2 separate regions of the Oryctolagus cuniculus genome follow, and region 1 is linked to region 2. A link is a contact called in public Hi-C data. All regions are on one chromosome and are shown on one strand. Each heading gives the region's core, a stretch centred on a gene start, on an enhancer-like site or on the middle of the called end of the contact. The rest is flanking DNA. Distances are from core to core; before and after follow the strand shown.

Evidence for each region. Hi-C and Micro-C count contacts between places; a contact is called where the count stands out from the background.
Region 1: a Hi-C map of embryonic fibroblasts shows a contact between it and region 2, with 5 times the contacts expected there. The contact joins the enhancer-like site here to the promoter of TATDN3 in region 2. A contact is called at or near these places in 5 of 6 Hi-C or Micro-C datasets (ear pinna, embryonic fibroblasts, psoas muscle and 2 more).

Annotation. Positions count from the first base shown.
Region 1 is chr13:27,366,180-27,373,584 of mOryCun1.1, reverse strand. All of the region lies in intron 6 of VASH2 (vasohibin 2), which reads right to left. Among named protein-coding and RNA genes, the nearest start is that of ANGEL2, 25 kb to the left of the region's middle. Within about 2 kb of position 4,299, at least 3 of the 8 cell types and tissues checked have an H3K27ac peak or open chromatin away from gene starts, as enhancers often do.
Region 2 is chr13:27,216,866-27,223,854 of mOryCun1.1, reverse strand. TATDN3 (TatD DNase domain containing 3) reads right to left here and starts at 2,288. Exons shown (of 9, transcript XM_017347795.3): 1 at 2,151-2,288; 2 at 467-499. The coding sequence starts at 2,216. It overlaps NSL1 (NSL1 component of MIS12 kinetochore complex), which reads left to right and starts at 2,314. Exons shown (of 6, transcript XM_051821327.2): 1 at 2,314-2,612; 2 at 6,464-6,542. The coding sequence starts at 2,379.

The sequences.
Region 1 (7,405 bases), core at 3,050-5,549, 150 kb before region 2:
GGGAAGTACTGGGGAAACGGTACAGAGAATACAAAAAAAAAACAAAAAACAAAACCACCATTAAGTTTTGCATATCTGATGTCAAAATGCTGAGGTAATAGTGACTGCTTAAAAAAAAACCACCCATCTTTGCTTCTGTTATTGCTGAGAAAGACAGTAATACTGACTGAGTTACCTTCCTATACCAAAAGTGGCAGAGATGACTTCGTGAGCGCTTCCTCTGGTGTGGCCTCATGTTCAAAGCAAGGAACAGAAAGTAGGTCAATGGAAAAGTACAAAACTACAGTCACGGTGGTTATCCTTGAGGTCTTGAGGGAGGCAGGCAGTCCAACCCCAGCCGGGCTGATGGCTTCGCCTTTTCACGGTTGCCTCTTGGTGAACTGTTTAAAGCTAAATGTTTCCACCCACTCAGATTCTATTTCCAGGTCAGTCCTTACAAACAAAATGCTCCAGTTCTTCATAAATAGTTGTTGCTGCTGACGACGCTGGGGCAAGTGCAGGGAGAAGCACCACAGGACGCTCTGGCTGGCTCGGCAAGGCTGGCTAAATTCGGATCTGGTAGCCCACCTCATTCAGCGTGCTCAGCTCAGCCGCCTTCTTCTCAGGCAGGGCAGGCCTAGGGGTGAAAAGCAGAAGGGGGATGCCGGGAAGGGGATGGACCAGAGAAGGATGACTGAGCACTGCCAAGGCCCCAACTCAACTCCCCTAGCCCCTCCCCCAGCCCCCGCTCACCCTGCCAGCCAGAGCTCCCGACACCTTTACAGGTTTTAAGGAGCATTTGGACAGGCTCTTGGGCTAGACTTTAAACTGAAGTCTTCAGTGTTCAATCCGCCTTTTCAGCCTTAAGCCTAGCTTGGGTCACACCGTCACGCTGGCCTGCCAGGATCTGAGAACGCGGAAAGGCAATGGGAAGTCCCGTGTTCTGCAGGAGAGCTGAACATCTCAGGCAGCTTCTCGCTGAAACACTGAGCTCCCGGCGTCTGTGCCCTGGAGGAAGCCCAGGGACTACGGGCAAGGAGCCTTGTTATCTGACATTGTTCATGCTCAGGCGTGAATGTGTAACAAGGTGGATCTTTTCAGAATTCATCTGAAAAAGCATGTCAGTATAAAACAGCATTCCTCAAAAAATCTTTTCTAAAGTACTTTCCCAAGATGAGACTATACCCACGTATGTGAAGTCATGTAAGAGAGTACTTCAGGCTGGCTGGGAAGAAAGCAATTCATAGTTGCACACTGTCTGTCTTCATTAAAGATATTTCCAAATACAAATCCATGCCTAAGTATTCTCACAATTCATCTTACAACTTTTCCATTAAAAGAAAATGTTTAGACAGCAGCCAGTGTTGTGGTGCAGCATGTTAAACTGCCACCTGTGCCGCCAGTGTCCCCTGTAAGCACTGGTTTGAGCCCCAGATGCTCCACTTCTGATCCAGGTCCCTGCTGGTGTGCCTGGGAGGCACAGGTGGAGTTCAAGGCTCCTGGCTTCAGTCTGGCCCAGCCCTGGCCATTGCAGCCATTTGGGGAGTGAATGAGTGGATGGAATATCATCTCTGTCTCTCCCTCTGTCACTTTATGTTTCAAATAAATAAAATATATCTTCAAAAAAAATTTTTCAGAGAGCTCTCACCCAGTTTCTCTCCCCAGATGCCTACAACATTCAGCCAGGACTTCAGGTCTCCTATGTGTGAAAATAGAACCCAACCAGTTGAGCCATCCATAAACTGGTGCCTCCCAGGGTCTGCACTGGTGGGAGCTGGACTTGGGAGCCAGAGCCAGGAATTGAAACCAGGCAGTGTAATAATGAACTCTAACCCCAGTTTTTCCATTTGTATGTGTCACCTTCTTTGATAAGATATAACCTGGGTTGTAAACCAAGTTTAGGTTGTTCAGTAAGAAAATCAAGGACATATTTTGTTACACATGCAATCTTAAAAAGTGTTTTAATAGTGTTTTTATTTATTTTTGACAGGCAGAGTGGACAGTGAGAGAGAGAGAGAGAGAGAGAAAGGTCTTCCTTTGCCATTGGTTCACCTTCCAGTGGCCGCCAAGGCCAGCGCGCTGCGGCCGGCGCACCACGCTGATCCGATGGCAGGAGCCAGGTACTTATCCTGGTCTCCCATGGGGTGCAGGGCCCAAGCACTTGGGCCATCCTCCACTGCACTCCCTGGCCACAGCAGAGAGCTGGCCTGGAAGAGGGGCAACCGGGACAGAATCCGGTGCCCGGACCGGGACTAGAACCCAGTGTGCTGGCACCGCAAGGCGGAGGATTAGCCTAGTGAGCTGAAGCGCCGGCTCAAAAGTGTTTTAAGTGACAATTGCCAATAAGTTTCTTAGTTTTTATCTTTGAAGATTTCCCAACAGCAAATGGTTTTCGCCTGCCACAAAAGTGGTCCAGCTCTTTCAGTGTTGATAGATTTGGAAATGAACAGCTCAGCTCCATGAATGGCATTGGTGTCCGCCAACAGCACCCTGCTCTGTCTCGCCCTCACCCCATCTCCCCACTCCTCCGAGATGGGAGGGAATAGTCACAGTCTGTGATCATCTCTGGAACTCGCCCGAGGTGGTGAAGAAACCTGCTCTGACTCAGCCCTGCTCAGGTAACTGTGCTGCCTGGGCCTCCTTCACAGCTGACCTGTGCCCCTGCTTTATCTGTCAAGTCATCTTATTTCTCTGTGTCTGTTCTCACAGAGCCCAGGATACATACATTTTAGTAAGTTGCCAGCTGATAGAACCCACACGTCCTGTTGCTGGTATCAAAGAGCTAGGCTCTGGCCTTCAGTCCACCCCCCAGGGATGAGCCACTCCCTGAGAAACGGGCCCACTGCCTGCAGGCCTAGAGTAGTGGCTCCCAGGGGCTTCTATAAGGACCATACTTAGGCTGTCAGCTAAAAGGAACACACTTCTGCTCAAAGATTCAAACTTAAACTTGGATTTCTGCCCTAGCCCACTACCTACTCCTGTGCAGAGAGCTAGGGTTTTTACAGTCAAGTCAGGTGGAGAGGAGCCCATATGTATCTTACTCATTTTGCCATAAAGCCTGCTTTGTCTCCTTGCCTGAGACGGGATCATCTTTATAAACAGCTAACCCCTCTGATGGACCCCTCCTCCCCCCATACATCAGCATCAGCCTCAGGCAAATGCAGTTACACATGCGTGGGGTTCCCTCCTCGCCAGTGTGTTCTGCTTGAGGAAGTCCAGGCATCAGTAATCCCTCGCCCGAGGATGAGCCTCATGTAAGTACACGCTGTCCTTGCTTGAGAAAAGGGTCAAATGCAGGTCATTTCCTAGAGCAATTAAAATGCCATCTCTTGGCCTGCGCCGCGGCTCACTAGGCTAATCCTCCGTCTTGCGGCGCCGGCACACCGGGTTCTAGTCCCGGTCGGGGCACCGGATTCTGCCCCGGTTGCCCCTCTTCCAGGCCAGCTCTCTGCTGTGGCCAGGGAGTGCAGTGGAGGATGGTCCAAGTGCTTGGGCCCTGCATCCCATGGGAGACCAGGAGAAGCACCTGGCTCCTGCCATCAGATCAGCGTGGTACGCCAGTCGCCGCGGTGGCCACTGGAGGGTGAACCAACGGCAAAGGAAGACCTTTCTCTGTCTCTCTCTCTCACTGTCCAACTCTGCCTGTCAAAAAATTTAAAAAAAATTAAAATGCCATCTCTTGGGGTTGGTGTTATGGCATAGCGGGTAAAGCTGCTGCCTGTGATGCTGGCATCCCATATGGGTGCCAGTTTGGGTCACAGCTACTCCACTTCCAATCCTGTTCCTTGCTAATGTGCCTGGGAAAGCAGTGGAAGATGGCCCAAGTGTTTGGGCCCGTGCACCCACGAGGGAGACCAGGACAAAGCTCCTGGTTCCTGGATTTGACCTGGCATAGACATGGCCATTGCAGACATTTAGGGAATGAACCAGCAGATAGAAGATCCCTATTTCTCCTTAACTCTGACTTGCAAATAAATAGAGCTTAAAAAACAACAATAACTCCACCCTACCCTTCCTTTACAGCATAAGCCTATATTCCTATTCCAAAAAGAAATGACATTTGTAGATGAATTCTTTTAGCTGCTGTTTCTAATGGTCTGCGTGTGGCAGTCTGTCCACCTCTCCTCAGCATCCACTCTCACCCTTACAGATTTTCAGCTGGGCACGTGGCTTCCTGGAATACAAGCTACACTGCCTGGCCTGGGAGATGAAATCCTGTTCTTTGACCCCAGCAGCGGCTGCCATGTCTGGGCCTGGCAGAGGGCAGCCGTGGGTGAGCCCAGCATCCACCTGCTTCTGGGGCCCAGCCAGAAGCATGGCGTGTTCTTGCCAGCTCGGCTCAGGGCCAGCGCTGGGCGAGCTCTCGTGTGTGAGAGGCCCCCTCCAAGTACTCCCCAGCTATAATTAGAATATTGCCGGGGGGGGGGCTATTTTTAAGAAACGGGAGTTCCAGGATGATTCAGCCAGCCCTGACCCAGAAGCTCTGCTCAGACTCAGGGTGAGTATTTCAGACTGAACGTGTTTCTCCAAAATCTGCCGCAGTCCCAATGCGGCAAAGGAAGCGAAGGGTTTTCCTCTTGCAAGGCTCCATTCTTACAGGAAGAGGAGGAGGGTGCGAAGGTTCCTATGATGCCCTTTGGGAAAGGAAGGAGGACACCCGTGTCCCTGCACCCACCCGGATAATCCCAGCCTCCAGGGCGACCTGGGGTGACCAGTTGGGGACCAGGTCTTAATCTATCCTTAGCTCCGACCTGGAGTCCGAGGAGCCAGCTGGACAGAGGCTGTTAGAGGGGCAGGCTGGGAGGTAAGCTCGCTTGTTAATTCTTAAAATGTTGCCATGGCTCTTCTCTGGAAGATGCTCCCTGCCGCTGCCATCTAAACTCTCCAGGTGCACGTCGAGTCCTTCACACGCTCTGAGGCCACCTCGGTGCCCGGCCTACAACGTGGCCAGTGTGGACCCTGCCCCAGGGAAGCTTCAGAAAGTGATGGCATGTCTGGGGCCACAACTGGGATACCAGGAAGGGACACAACGGTAGTGTTGGCTCCTCAGTCCTCGATCAGGGGTGCTGGGAGCCTGGCACTGCCCAGCATGAGAGAAAGCCCAGGCCTGCCCAGGTCTGGCGGGACTTAGTGCAGGGCAGGCGCCTGTCTGGGGAGGCCTCAGCTGAAGGAACAGCAGGCGCGAGGGAGCAGTTCATTTACACCTGCTGCCCTCATTCAAGGCTGTCCGGCTCCTCCACACATTCCCGACTTACCAGGAAGGACCGCAGGCACCATGGCCGGTGGCTGACAGGCAGACAACTGTGGCTGCATTGTAAGCAGTGTCCCCCCCCACCCCCCGCCAGACAGACTGGGCCCAGCCCCCAGGCCTTCCCCAGCTGGGAGGCACTGGCCAGGACCAGTGGCCACAGACCACCGCTGGAGATCCCAGGGTGCTGCATCCAGGTTCCGCACTCAGCCTTCTGCTCTGGGAGCCCCACCATGTCTGACTCTGGGGAGCCAGTCCATCCTGGGTTCTCCAAAGTTCCCAGGCCCCTGGGCCGCAGGAGCTCCCTGGGGTAACAGTCGGGCTGGCCGTGGGAGCAGACACGGCTGCTTGCGTCCCCCTGGAGGTTCTGCTGTTTCCCCTCTACCTTCCATGCTGAGGAAATGTCCTTCCTTCTACCCTGGGGATATCTTCTCACTCGGAATCTAAGGCAAATGATGTCTTGGGTCCCCTTTAAAACACCTTGCGTGTGATCAGACCGTGGGATCCAATCTGACTTCATCAGTTGGCCTCTGCCCGTCTCAGCCAGACTGGGGCCAGGCAGCCCCTCCCGGCAGAACGGAGCAGGAACCCAGGGTGCAGGGTGGCCCTCACGGGAAGGAGACCTTATCTTGAAGCAGGGCTTATGAACTTCTGGGACCCTAGCATCCTGAGCAGGGTGAACAGAGCCCTCTAGAACTAGAAGCCGCCATAGGGATGGATGACAAAGAAAGGCAATCAGAGGGAAAAAGGGAGGAAGAGAATCATGAACAGCAAAGAGAGGAACCACACGAGGAGGAGAATACAAAGAGGCTCTCTTGGGGTCCTCTGGCCCCGACGTAGAAGTGTCCCATGTGGTCACTCCACTGGCATGAGCTGCTTTCAGGCGCACACGGGTGGCCAAGCCAGAAAAGGATGGCACGCTCACTCCTGCTCTCGCAGCCACAGGCAACAAGCCAAGGGTTGCCATCTGCCGGTGACAGAGAGGCCCTCAGAGGGTGTGCACACATCTCCGAGGGGGCCCTGTTGGCACCCGAGGTGGTTCTTTCCTGGGCGAGGTGGTCGCGGGGCTGAGAAGCACGGGGGCCCCGGAGGACCAGACACATGGATCTCAACTGGCATCTCCCTTCTCTTTATGAGCCACAGGAACAAGCTTGGCCGTGACACGTGGAAGACACAGCAGCACTCCTCGGGGAGTGGAGTATGAACAGTACCGTAGCTGGAGGGCTGGGTGGGGGTTCCGTTGCCCTCTAGAAGCTTGGTCTCAGCTGGCCTCGGGCACTCGCTGCCACTGGGCCCCCACCCAGCTGACTCGCTAACCCATGACACTGGTCCTCCTGCCAAGGGCTTACTGAGGCAAGTGCAAAAATGGAGAATTCAGGGCTGGAAGCAGCTCCAGCTGCAAGCAGGAGGTATGTGGGAGACAAAAAAGCCACTAAAATGATCCACGCAGAGCTGGGGACAGGGACCCCGCTGAGGCTGGGCCTCTTGTCTGTTACGGGAATTCTCTCCCCCTTGGGCCTCTGCCAGGCTCCTGCGGCACCCAGCACATTTAGAAATGACCCGATGGCCTTATGTAATGCTGAAATAATAGTGCAGAGATGGAGTCACCAGCCCTACGTAGGATCCCTGGAGTCCACAGAGCTCCTGGGTCATAACCATCTCTGTCACCTTCTCATTCGCTCCCCAAGAGCCAGATTACCTGGAGGAGAGCCCACCTGGCGGAGGCCATAGGGAGAAGCTGCCGATCTGCAGAGAGACCACTGGGGACCCGGGTGTGCTGGGTTCCGGCACGCAGCAACGGCAGCAGCTGACAGCTGGAGGGGGAAGAGCGGGAGGGGCGGGGCGCCTGGGTCCTCTTGGGGCCCCCCTGCCTCTCACAGCCCTTCTCTTCTCTGCACCTCTCGTTTTCCTCTCCTCCCACAAGGAGCCCCTCAACCTCTTCCCCAGGCCTGCAGCGCAGAGGTCAATTTTTAGGAGAGCCTGGGGAGAGCCTCCCTCCTCCTCCGCTTCACACTCCAGGCAAGCTCTGTGCCCTCCAGCGTCCCCTCCCAACCTCCAAAACTCTGCAAAAGGAGGGACAAGCGGGGGCAAGAGCTCCTGCCGCTGTGCCCTGGCTGGATCTGCTCCTGTGGAATCCTCCTCAGGCTGGAGCTCCCATGATGGCCAAGCTTCCCAGGC
Region 2 (6,989 bases), core at 1,039-3,538:
AAATGCTTCTTAAAATAAGCAATTTGTTTCCAGACAAATCAAAATGTTTCAGGAAACATTTACAATATATCCAAGGTCTTCATAACAATGTGAATCTAAGAACTGACAGATGGACTGATCCATTCCATAGTTTGGTAGGCACGGTGACTGTGGGGACACATTTTGAATTCAGACTAAACAGCCTCTATCACTTCATAGCATGTGTCGCTTATGTCTAGGTCCTTGTCTCCTCATAGATCAGCGGGGAATGGTGGGCTACGAAACAATAACTTCCTCAGAAGGTTGTTGTGAAACATTAAATGGGATAAAGTTCAGAAAGGGCCGAGCTCAGTGGCTGGCACACTGTAAACATTTCACACATGCTTACTGTTGACTCCTGAAACAACACCAGCATAGTATTTCTAAACTTCAAGTTCTTTTTACCTTGAAATTATAGAGAAAAGAAAGGGCAATTACATGAACTTACCTTCTTGGCTTCCTCTAACACATCATCCAGATCCTAAGACATGTAGAAGTTATCACAATTACTATGGATGCAAAAGTAACTGTGTATATCAATGTATATGATAAGGCACCACAGCAAATGACAATGACAGCAAGGAACAGGGTGGCAGAATGTGAGGACTCTACACCGGCCCACCTCTCATTTACTTTTAGTTTCACTAAAGTCTGGCTTCTGTTCTCCACTGAAATAGAAACCTCCACTCTCAAATATAAAGGACTTTGCTCTATCTTCCTCCACCCATCAGCAGTATTTGAAACCACTCACTTGCTTATTTCCTCCTTCTTGAAGTTTTTTCCACTTTGAGCTTCTGCAACATCACTCTAACAGCTACTTTTTAGTCTCCTCAACTGGCTGTCCCTCCTCTTTCTGACTTCAGGACCATCTGCTCCTTTCTCTACTCTTAACGTAAGTGGTCTCTCCTGTTGTTGCAGGTTCAAATGTCATCATGTGGATTCCCCAATTTTTACCTCTAGCTCCTAACTCTCTCCTGAACCCATGATTCATATTTAAAAATAACTAGACCTATGACACCTCCACTTGGATGGGATCAGACTCCCCAACATGTGCCAAACATAAGTGTTTATTTTCTCCCCACAAATCTATTCCTTCTGCCTACCTCGCCATCCCACCCCAAACCTGTCTTTCCTTCCCTCACCACCATCTTTCTATAGCATAAGCCAACATTCTGAGTCATCCTTGCTTCCTTACCTTAACTCATTACAGTAAATTCCCCAGCATGTACTACGTGTTCTATCTCTTAAATATATCCTGAATCCACTTCAAACTCCTCTGCTATCCTCATGGTACCAACCACCACCATCTCTTGTCTGTATATTGCAAAAGCCTACTAATGGGTCTTCTAGCTTCCAGTCCTCTCCTCTATTTGCCCCACAGCAACAAAAATGGTCTGACAATGGTTACCAGACTTTGTCACTCTCTTTCAAAACCCCTTTAATGGATCTGCACAGTGAGTCTAAGGCAAACTCCTTCCTGACCCACCTCCAGTATCCCCTGCCAACCTCTCCAGACTCGTTTCATGGCTCTCTTTCTAGCTTATCAGGCTCATCCAGCCTTTCGGTACCTGCAGTGTGCCAGACTCTATGCTGTCTAGATCTGTGAACTGTTTGCTTTCCTCTCCACCTCATCTCCGTCTTGGTTGGCGGTTCGTCTTCCCAACCTTAAGCGGCCCCACCTAAGAAGTTTTTCCCCTAAAAGTCACAGCCGGTCTTCCTTCTCTAGCACCAAAGTGGCGTGAAACACTTTAATTAGTGGTGTGTGTCAGTCTTTTTGCACTCCTCTCTCCCGCATTAGAAACGGGGGCGACAAGGTCTAGGAGGGGGAAGCTGCTGCTCAGCCAGGCGCTGAGCGGCCTGAAGGGATCAACAGCCGGGGCCGGGGCATAGCGAAGACGATGCCAGGTCCTGGAAGTCTCACGGAGACAGGATGCGTCACCGCTAACCAGGATCAGAAAGAAAAATTGGTATGACCGAGTCAAACGGGGAATCGGCTAGATCCCAAAAGGCCACAGACCAAGGGCCTGGGGAGAATTCAGGGCTCCCTTCTAAGGGAAGAGAGAAAAAACACTCTGAGGGGGAAAGGATGGCGGCCTCCCCGCTCCCTTGAGCCCCGCCTCGCCCTCACGTACGTGGTCAAAGTCTGGGGCAGAGAGGTGGCAGTGACAGTCCACCAAACCCACGCCCGCCGCCCCCATCGCCGCTGCTGCACCCCGGGCCTAACCAGCTCCCCAAGCACGCCGGGGCCGGAACGCTGCGGCTGTGGCGGCGCGAGTTTCCGCCCGGACGCGTGTTCCTTCGAGCCGTGGGAACCCGCCTTTCCGTTCCCAGAGTCCCCGCCCACAGTTCAAACTAGAAAAATGGCGGGGGCTCCTGAAGCGGTGGTGATCGGACCTCCGCAGGACGAAGAGCTAGTAGCCGCCACAGCCAGCCAAGCTCCGGTCCCCGGCCCTTCCCGAGAGGACTTCCGGGTGCGCTGCACCTCGAAACGGGCCGTGACAGAAGTGCTAGAACTGTGCGGCAGCTTCATACAAAAGCTCGGAGATGCGCTGCCGGAGGAGATTCGGGAGCCGGTGCTGCGAGACGTGCAGTGGGTACGAGCCGCGTTTGCTGCCTTTTAATTCTCACCTCCTTCCCCACGCCCGGGGTCTCCGGGCTCAGGAAGACCCCACGCCAGGCTTCGGCAGAGTTAATGGTGCCCCGGGCTGCTGCAAAACGGGAGGACGAAATAGATGCTAATGTCAGCCGAGTATTGTTAATTACTTAGGGCAGGAGAGCTCCGTGTATAATGTTTATGTTGAAGGAAGGGAAAACACAAAACAGGTGAAATTATTGAAAGAAAATAACTGAACCCAGGTAGCTCCAGGGTGCCACTTGGACATGTAATACTGTACAAAATAATACGATGTTTTACGTTCTTTGGTTTGAGTTAAGCTTTTCCACATGTGGTGTCAGGGGAATCCTGGAAGTCAGTCACCCTGCTAGCTTCTGGTCTTTCCCTTTGTCTGGCTTGGATCTTCTTGTAAACAGAGCAAAAGCATTCTCTACCAGTCTGAACTCGATAAAGAGGATGTCTTGGTTATAAACGTCACTAAGATCACATGTTGATCCTCGTATTTCCTCTTCCTTTCTCAAAGATTTTGCAAAGCTTAGAAAACGGTAGGTTATTTGGGGAAAGACACAAGAAACTGAGGGATTGGTGCCTGTATAAGAAAGTGCACTATTTGCATGTAGGCAAAAAGTGTAAAGTTTATAGTTACAGTGTAGCGCAGTGCGTTTGTGGGTGTGAATGACTCCTCTGTAAACAAACGGTGAGAATAGAGGCCAAATGGAAGAAGAATGAAGAAACCCACCCGGGTTGTGATTCTGTATTCCAGTTCGAATGTCAATGGCTCTTAGATAATTCCCTCCTTGGCAGCATGATGAGAATTGAGATATACCTCAGATATATGTAGTGTGGGGGGAGAAGACTGTTGTGTTGTCTAACGGTATACTATGTCCTTTCTTAGGGAGTGCTAAAGTACTTAAAACATTTAATCACAGAAAAAGAGCATGGTTAACCTAATATATCCTATTTTATGTGATCTTAAAGTGGATTAGAAGATATCAGTGGAATTCATTTGTGTTTTAAACAAAGGGGTAGATATAAGGCTTTGATTATACCAGTGTACCTTTTTATCTAAAGCTGTATAATGAGCATAGCAGCATATATTTTTTAAAAAGTATTGAAGCAGGGCCGGTGCTGTGGCACAGCGGATAAAGCTGCCGCCTGCTGTGCTGGCATCCCATATGGGCCCCCGTTCGAGTCTCTATTGCTTCGCTTCCAATCGGCTTTCTGCTGTGGCCTGGGAAAGCAGTGGAGGATGGCCCAGGTCCTTGGGTCCCTGCACCTGGGTGGGGGACCCAGAAGAAGCTCCTGGCTCCTGGCTCCTGGCTTCAGATTGCCATAGTTCCGGCCATTGTGACCATCTGGGGAGTGACCTTTCTCTCTCTCTCTCTCTCTGCCTCTCTGTAACTCTGCCTTTCAAATAATAACTAAAATGAAAATCTTAAAAAAAAAGAAGAAGTATTGATGCAACCATGCAATATTACCAAGACAGTTTGCATTTTCAGATAATCCTTGAAAACCCATAAAGTAGAAATTTTACTTTATAAAATGTAGGACTTGTATCTTAACTCATAGCTATCAATCACTTGATTTATGCTTATTTTTAATCATACAGATGGTACAGAGTGCATGCTCATTATAGAAAAGTCAAACAATAGCCTAGAACAAAAGTCTGCTTCGAATTCCCCTTCCTCATCCATATTCCTAGAGATAACTTAGTATTTTGGAGAGTAGTTGGGGGCTGTAAACCTTCTATACCCCTTTTTTGTTTTTGTTTGCTTGTTTGTTTACATTAATAGGGTCTTGCTGATGAATTGTTATCCAACTGCTATATGCTTTTTTTGTTTTGTTTTTGTTTTATTTATTTATTTTGAAAGAGTTCCAGAGCAAGAGAGGGGGAGAAAACAAGTGAGCGAGCACTCTTCCATCCGCTACTTCACTGCCCAGATGGCCGCAACAGCCAGAGCTGGGCCATGCTGAAACCTGGAGCCAGAAGCTTCATCCAGGTCTCCCACATGGGTGGTAGGGGCCCAAACACTCAAGCATACTTCTTTTCCCAGGCTGTTAGCTGGGAGCTGGATCGGAAGTGGAGCAGTTAGGACACAAACTGGCACCCATGTGGGATGCTGGTATTATAGGCTGTGGCTTTATCCCCTGTATGTCATAATGATGGCCCCACATTGTTTTTTGATTTTTGGAGTTTTTTTGTTTGTTTTAGCCAAATATGTCTGGCTATTACGTGTTCTTCATTCTTTTTCAGTCCTACATGGTATGTATGTGTTGTTTAATTAATTTTCTACTTTTGGATTTATGTATTTTTCCCCTTAAAGTTTCATTATTGCAGAACTGAAGTGAATATTCCCATTAATCCTCTTTGTGTTAAGAGTAGTCCTTTTAAGATACATTGTTACAATGTACAAGAGACATTTAATAGTACTACCAAATTCCTTTAGTCCTCTTTTTTTTTTTTCTTTCCAAGATTTATTTATTTATTTGAAAGACAGAATTACAGAGAGGGAGAGGAAGAGAGAGACAGAGGTCTTCCATCTGCTGGCTCACTCCCCAGATAGCTGCAACTGCCAGAGCTGCGCTGATGCTGATCTGAAGCCAGGATCCAGGAGTTTCTTCCTGGTCTCCCATGCGGTTGCAGGGGCCCAAAGACTTGAGCCATCTTCTACTGCTTTCCTAGGCCAAAGCAGAGAGCTGGATCGGAAGTAGAGCAGTTGGGACTCGAACTGGCGCCTGTATGGAATGCCAGCACCACAGGCGATGGCTTTTAGCCACTACACCACAGCACCAGCCCCCTTGAGTCCTTTTTAAAATAATCTATTATGAACATTCTCAATAAAAATAGACTAGTACGGGGGGTTCCCCATGTGATCCATCACCAAGTTCAATAATTATCAAAATTTTCTTGCAATTTTTATTTCAAAGCAAATATCAGATTTCATGTCCTTGGATCCCAACACACTAGAGTATACATCTCTTAAAAAAATCGTTCTTTATAATGTAGGAATTAGTTTTATTTATTTTTTTTATATGAAAGGCAGAGCAATACACACACATATATACACACACACACACTCAGAGGGAGAGAAAGAGAGACCGATCTTCCATCTGCTGGTTCACTCCCTGAATGCACGCAACTGCTGAGGCTGGGCCAAACTGAAGCCAGAGCCAGTAACTCCATCGGGGTCTCTGATGTGGGATGACAGGGACCCAAATCCTTGAGTCATCACCTGCGCCTCCTAGGGTAACATTAGCAGGAAGCTGGATGGGAAATGAAGCTGGTGTTAAACCCAGCACATGGGTTGCAGGTGTTGCATGCAGTGGCTTAACTGCTGTACTACAATGCCCATCCCCGTTTTATTTTAAGCATGTATTATTTTCCCTGTTGTTAACATTGGTATTCAGCAGCATATATGGTATGTGTACTCCTGAGATTTCATTAATCCCAAATTTGTTAGCTTTTATTTAGGAAGTACATTTTTTGTTTGTTTTTAAGAGTAATCTGAAATTTTGCATCACGTTTTCTCATAGGTAGTATGATAGCAATCATAGCTCAAATATAGGTAGAAATCATGATTGAAGTACATTTTTTGTTTTTAAGAGTAATCTGAAATTTTGCATCATGTTTTCGCATAGGTAGTATGGTGACAATCATAGTTAAAATATAGGTAGAAATCATGATTGAAATGGAATCTTCATTGAAAAGAATAAGGACTAATAGGCCATTCTGCTGCTTTTCTTTATATATCCTCTGTCACAAATCTAATATTTTTGCCAAAATGTTTGCATTTAGTATTTAGTGCCTTGACAACTGTGAATTTATTACAGACTTTTGAATCAGCTGTGCAGGAGAATGTCAGCATTAATGGGCAAGCATGGCAGGAAGCTTCAGATAATTGTTTTATGGGTATGTGACGACTTTTTCCTTCTGATCATTTGAGTTATTTTGAATGCTGTTTTTAATCTCTATGTTCAGTGTTACTTCTTAAAAAATTCTCTATTAGGGAACTAAAAGGAGAAACCTAATATAGAAGATTTCTAAAGTCATAATCTAAGGCTAACACAGTTGGTACCTTGATCCATCTGGATTTGTGGCATTTTAATTGGGACTTTCATCTGACTAATCTTCAAACTACCTTTGTCAGTTTATTGGAAAATACTATTGAAGTATCCCCAAATTAAAAAACAGGCCCAGAGAATTCCTGTAATTTCTTGTGAAGCCAGTGGTATTTTTGCAAGTGATCTTCGAGTAAATAGTGAAGTACCCTTTGAAGCTTGAAGTTTGTGTGAGTACCATGTAAAGGATGACATTACGTATTTGCAGAAGGTTTCTTATTCTTAGTAAGACAGAACA